Regions from separate parts of the Hordeum vulgare genome. Here region 1 is linked to region 2. A link is a contact called in public Hi-C data. All regions are on one chromosome and are shown on one strand. The core of a region is the stretch at or near the end of the contact, and the rest is flanking DNA. Distances in the headings are between cores, read along the strand shown. Region 1 holds the start of LOC123407460. Region 2 holds the start of LOC123407406.

Evidence for each region. A called contact is a pair of places that touch in the nucleus more often than the background predicts.
Region 1: a contact with region 2 is called in a Hi-C map of leaf, with 6 times the contacts expected there. The contact joins the promoter of LOC123407460 here to the promoter of LOC123407406 in region 2. A contact is called at or near these places in 2 of 6 Hi-C or Micro-C datasets (leaf and seedling).

The regions. Positions count from the first base shown.
Region 1 is chr7H:462,601,038-462,604,504 of MorexV3_pseudomolecules_assembly, forward strand. It overlaps LOC123407460, which reads left to right and starts at 1,917. Exons shown (of 2, transcript XM_045100594.1): 1 at 1,917-3,467. The coding sequence starts at 2,039.
Region 2 is chr7H:462,374,000-462,377,074 of MorexV3_pseudomolecules_assembly, forward strand. It overlaps LOC123407406, which reads left to right and starts at 1,607. Exons shown (of 4, transcript XM_045100531.1): 1 at 1,607-1,866; 2 at 1,941-2,592. The coding sequence starts at 2,194.

The sequences.
Region 1 (3,467 bases), core at 667-3,166, 230 kb after region 2:
ATATTTTTTGTGGGCTTCATAAAGAACCCCCTACCCCTCCTTTCCTCCATTCAGAAATCCCTGATGATCCAAACCTCATATGGCAAGCTTGAGGTATTTTTTTTCTTATGACCAGAGAGGTCCAAGAAAAATATAACTTCCATTTTATAACACTTTTATTTCTGCTTGCTGTGTGGCTTATTATGTTTGTTTTTGACGATAGTTGACGGGGTAGATGGAATACTCAGAGTTGGATCGGAAGACCTCGAAGACCCTGAGAACTTATGAGAGCAAAGGCAAGCAACCCTTTGACCATTACTAAGCATATGTTATATTGCATGTTAGTATAGCAAGTATTCCGTTGCATATGATCATAAGTGCCGGTAAATCATTGAAGTGATGTTATCGATGGCTCCTCCGGAGCACATGCATTAAGCTTGATCCTACCACCTATGAGGGTCATGCTAGTATCATGTTGACAAGTAAAGCTAGTGTAACAGTAGCATGAGCATGTTGTTGGTATAAATCAAAGATTTATGAAAACCCCGTCGGGTGCCACTAATGCCCGAGGGTGATGATGAGTTAGGTGGCCACTTTTGGTGAAGTGGTGCACCGGGTATTTGTGTGAGTATGGTTGCGGAAATGGGATTAGATTTATGATGTGTCGACCGTCCCAACCTTACATGTATAACCATGTTACCCTTTATGGGACGGGACTGTGTTGATTACTCTGGTTGGTGCTAGCAAAGAGCCACATTACTAGTGGCGGGAGTGATGTGTGGTCACTCTCGTGATACGGTCGTGCCAGGTAGGGCGACTATGCCGTTTTTACGTGTTCAAGGCACACCGTTGGTCCCCGCATGGTTGATACTGTCCAGAGTCGGTGCTCATAAGATGTAAAACATGTGGGCTGGGTACCAATCGAGTGGATCTCTTTGTCTAGTATCGTCAGGGGAAAGACATTGATCGGGTACTTACCTCGGGTATGTTATATACCGCGAGTCGTGGATGACACAATAGTTTCCCGGATCTCGTGAGTCGAGCGTACTACCTCTGTAGAGTGTAAAACTATTCGAATAGCCGTGTCCACGGTCAAGGACAGTTGGGTAATCCTACTTAAACTACGTCTAGTCGTTTCCGCATAAACCAAGTGTGTGTGAGTTGTGATAAAAAGGAGTTATTATGAGAGTAATGATATGACCAAGTTTGATGACTTGGCATATAGGGTGAACCTGGAGTGTTCAGTCCTTGACAGATATATTGATATCTGTAACATGTTCTTCAAAGTGACATTTAACTTATTGCATACCATGATCATGTTTGTTTACCACCAAGATGATATCCACCAAAGATGCATTTTATTGTTATCCTTCACTTGCATTGTTCATATCATGGGTTGTTTGCGAGTACATTCAAAGTACTCATTGGCTTGCCACTGTTTATTTCATTGACCAGGTATGAGAGAACATGATTTGGTGAAGAGTATCTCGGTGACGTTCTTGCGAGCTAGGACGCTTCCCAGTCAGAATGCATGTAGGTTAAGGCTGATGGCATGGGTTCACGTTTTCGACCAATATTTCCGCTATTGGTCCAGTTTGGTGTGTTGGCCCTCAAGGCCCTATATATGTAAGACCTGACCACAATGGTCATTTGTTGTATCAAACGTTATGTATAGATGTAAGACTCTTAATATTCGGTATCTGTGTGTTCGGTGAGCATTGATCTCTGGGATCATTGAGCACGTTCATTCCGCGATCTCGACTCGTAAGTCGGGGTCCCACAGGCGTAAGACAACTGTGGCTTCTAATATATGGAAATTGGGAAGGCATCTCTCTTTTTCTAAAAAAAAATAAAAAAATAATATGCTGTTCGTAAATACAGCATGCTATCCAGGCCTGCTATTTTCTGCATCCGCATGCCCAAGCCCAAACAACGCACGGGAGATAAACAGCGATGAGCGACCTGTCTGTCGCTCGTCTCTCTCCCAAGCTGCCGCACTCTTTCCTGAGAAATAGAAAACCCAAATCCCCTCGGCGGCGGAACCCTAGCAGCGGCGGCCATGGCGACAGACGCCGACATCGACATGGCCGACCTCGCCTCCCTAGACGCCCCGTCCTCTTCCGCCGCCGCCGCCGCCGCTGCCGCCCCCTCCGTCCGCTTCCAACCCAAGGTCAAGGGCAAGCCCAAGCCGAAGCCAAAGCCGAAGGCCAAACCGGAGCCCAAGCCCAAGCACAAACCAGAGCCGGAGCCCGAGTCAAAGCCGGAGGAGGGTGAACCCCACGACGCGGCGGCGGGCACGCTGCCGGAGGATGGCGTGGACGCGATGGAGACGGACAGGGTGGGCGCCGCCGATGGCGCGGATGACATGGATGTTGAGGATGAGGACTTCGTGGTGCGGGAGATCGACGTCTGCTTCACGCCCAAGCCCTTCGATAAGGACAGCAAGCTCTACATCATGCAGTACCCGCTGAGGCCATGCTGGCGTCCGTACGAGCTCGGTGAGGTATGCAAGGAGGTCCGCGTGAAGCCTGGGAGCTCAAAGGTTGAGGTAGACTTGGAGGTCGATACGCAGAGTGACAATTACGACCCGGAGGTTTCTGGGTCTCTGAGGCTGACAACGCAGACACTGTCCTCATCGGAGGCGCCTGATGTGTCTGACTTTGCCGTTGGGGTTCTCCGAGGCAACATGGTTCATCTGAATCATCTTGATGCGGTGATGCAGCTGCGGCCGTCAAAGCCGCATCTGATTTCTGGTGCTTCGCGTGCTAGGCAGCCTTTGCAGCAGGTGGAAACAAATGGCGGTGGTGCTGGTGTCCAGGCTGTTCCATCGGTCAAGGGAAAAGAGCGCTCAGATGGTTCCAAGGACCCCCCTAAAGAACCTGAGCCGTGGATTTCTCTCACTTATGAACCGGCTGGGAGTGATGTTGCAAGCAAGTACTATGCTGAGATGGTAGCAAGCGAGGGCAGGCCTATAGATTTCACAATGAGCACACAGGATTATGCAGCGTCATTGTGTCCTGGAGGGCCGACAGGCAGCAAGAATATTAACAGATGCCAGGCGATCCGGGAGATGCTTTCACTGCCACTGGAAGAGCGCCTGAAGAAATGGTTTACTGAGGTGTCACAAGTGAGTCAATTTGTTGCTCTAATGCATCTTGCTCCAGACTGTTCGGAGGAAGATGTTCTGGAAATTCTTCCAGTGTATGCTGATTTGGTGCGAGGTTTATGGGTCTGCAGAAGTTCTTTGTTGTATGATGATGGACTTGCTTCCAAAAGGGATCAAATTATGCTTGAGTTTACAAAAATGGAATCCATACCTGTGAAGTATGTAGAAAGACTGATCAGAGATGAGCGGACAAGGAACATGATATTGAATCCGCTGGGTAAAAGAAGGGAGAAGCTTCAAGACTACAAGTTTATAGTAGCAGCAGATTCATCCTTCATAAAACGTCACCCCCATATAGTCAAGGAGCAAGAAAATGCTTGGT
Region 2 (3,075 bases), core at 357-2,856:
AATCAGATGAGATGGAACCGGCGAACCCTAGAAAAGGGGAGGAGAGGGGAGGGATGAGATGGAACCAGCCCTTACCGGCGAAGACACCAGGTTACCGAAGCAATGAGTTCTGGCGTCGGAGGCGGCAGGGGCTGATGAGGCAGGACCGACGGACAGGGGTTGAGGAGGCCTGGACGGAGCCGGCAAACGGCGGACGGAGGGTGGAGGGCCGACGATGGAGAGCAGAGGGCCGACGATGAAGAGCGGAGGACGACGGAGAGCGGAGGGCGGATGGTGGAGAGGGGCGAAGGGGCGACGGCGGCGGGGGCAGGCGACGGGGCGACGGTGGAGAGGTGCGAAGGGGCGACGGCGGAGGGAGGAAATTCGCGAGGGGCAGCTCGCGTCTGCTCATACACGGGTATTGAGGGTTTCAGCGTGTAAATTTGGGGATGGGCTGGTCCAATACCGGAGTAACGAATGGGTTGTCAGGAATCTTAGGGATTTTTTTACCGGGCCTGTAAAATACTCTAGATAAGGTCCAGATACCTGGGTACCGAACGAGGCCTAAAGCTTCAAATTCCACGGTAAGCGCTGAACGCATATAATTTAGTTTGGTAAGACAAATGCCGTGATAGGGGACATTTGGTAAGACAAATGTGGACAACAACGTCGCTCGAACAAATCACCAAGAGTCCAAGACATAGGAAGTTTGTAGTTGTGCAGTTGGAGGTAGAGAAGAGAAGTAGGCCCTGTTTGTTTCATAAGTCCTAGGACTTTTTTAAGTCCCAACTTATAAGTCATAAGTCCCTACCTGTTTGTTTACATGGACTTATAAGTCCCGAGTCCCTACCTGTTTGTTTACAGGGACTTATAAGTCCATGTTGCACCTAATAATACACTTGCACAGGGACGCGGGTAACCTGCAGTCAACATGGATCGTCATCAGCCAAAACGTACGGCACACATGATAAGCACCGCTGCAACGAGGCAAAAACGGGACGGCGAACGAACGGGACGGGGCGACGAACCGAGGCAGAAATGGGGCGACGAAACGAGACGGGGCGGCGAACCGAACCGACGAAGCGGGCGACGGGGCGGCAACGGGGCGAGAGGCGGGGCGGCGGCGGCGATTGGACCGAGAGGCGGGGCGGCGTGCTTGGACCGAGCCTGGAGCAACGCGGGGTAGGTCCGGCCCGGAATAAGTCCCAATAAGCTCCTCCCTGAAAGTCTTATTTGATAAGTCCCAAATCATCACAATAAGTCACAATAAATCCCTTGTGTTTGGTTTAGGTGAGACTCATATAGACTTTTTTAAGTCCCTAAATCAATAAATTCATGAAAACAAACACCCTCGTATCCTAGTTCCCTAGGACGGTCTGGGAATCCATGCACTAAAGGTTTCCACGCAAGAATCTTATTCTATTCCCCTCGTGAGAAAGTAAGTGGAAACGAATAGGTAATTTCTTTGGATACTCTATATATCTACCCATTGGTAGGGCCATGATAGCTGGAACGGGCAGATTTCGTCACGTCTCAGAAAGAGAGAGAGGGGAGGAGGAAGTGACGGGTCGCGTCGACCGGCGCAGCAGCACCAGCATGCCCGCCTGCTCTCTCTAGTCCTTCACCCCACGCCCGTGCCGTCGGTCGAATAGACCCATCGATCAGACGTTTCGTACGTGCACGCCGAGCAGTACTACTACAACGTAACCCGAGGAAAACAAGGCTACCTAGCTAGGCTTCCTCGGTGGTGGTGGTGGTGGTGGTAGCGGCGGCGGCGGGTGGGGGAGGACGAGGTCGGCGAGCAATCCCGTCGGGCCGGCGAGTTGGGTGTCGACTGTCGAGAGAGGCGTCGGAGCCCCGGCAGTAGCGCCGCACGCGGTGTAGCGAGTGAGTGGTCAATCATCAATGCGCCCGCAAGTAAACATTTCCTCCCCTCTGACAACCGCCGTTCTACGGAGCAGGCCACCGCTTTTCCCTTCACACCGCGGCGGTAAAAAAAAGAAAGATACGTGCTCTCTCTCTAGCTCTAGCTCTACTGCCTGGGATCCTACTCCTGCAAGCACTGTGCACAGGGAGACAGCACAAGGAAGCGAAGGTGAGGACGCAGGGCATGACGGCTCCTTAGTCAGAGAGTCCAAGGAAAAACAAGCAGGGGAAGCGGAAGCGGAAGCGGAACGGGGGCGCACCGCTCGCCAAGACAGCGAGGCGGCAGCCATGGAGGTAGAGCCACCGGCAGCGCCGCTGCAGAAATGCGGCGTCGGCGGGGAGCAGCCGGCCCACGGGACCCCGAATCGGCAGCGGGAGCCGGAGGAGGGGGCGCCGCTGCGGCGGGAGCTGGCGGCCGCGCGGGCGAGGCGGAGAGCGGACCGCGCCACGCCCTCGCCGTCCTGGAAGCTCGAGGCGTCGCCGCCGCGGCCGGAGGAGCCTGCGGCGGACGCGGCGGCGGCGGGGAGGAGGAGCTCGTCGGGGGCGTCCGCGCGGCAGCTGGGCGCCACCCTGTGGGAGATCCAGGACGTCATCAGGGCCGCGGGCGCCGGCCGCCGGATCCGCAGGCGCGCGCGGAGGGGGCCCGCCGCGTCCCCCCTCCACGGCGGCGACGACGACGTGGATCGGGTGAGAGCTCTGCTACCCGCCCTCTCTATGCTTCTCCTGGTCAACGTCGGTGACGTCGCTGGTCACTTGCGGTCTCTTGTTATCATTTTTCTGCTAACAACTCCATACATATACATTGGCATCATGTCATTGTCGCTGAATTTTCAGTGGATCAATATGTTAGAATTTGTTCCTTCGGCTTTTCTGCCCCATCGACATATCATATGCCGCTGCTTCTTGAGATTTGGCTATTTCGGACCGCAGCGTGCCCCTTCCTCGGTTATTATTTTCGAGCCAGAGTTCAGGTCCTAAAATCTACTAGCACCAAACACACCGTCGTTGTTCGATTAGCCTCACTCCGAGATTTCCACTATTTTGTTCTCCACTTTTGTGCTATTGAACTGTCAAAAGTCAGGAAGACAAGAAGTAATGTGCAATAAAGCCGAAATCCACTGCTGTCACAGTATATACTTGTACCCTCATTTCAATTGAGGGCGAGCTCGT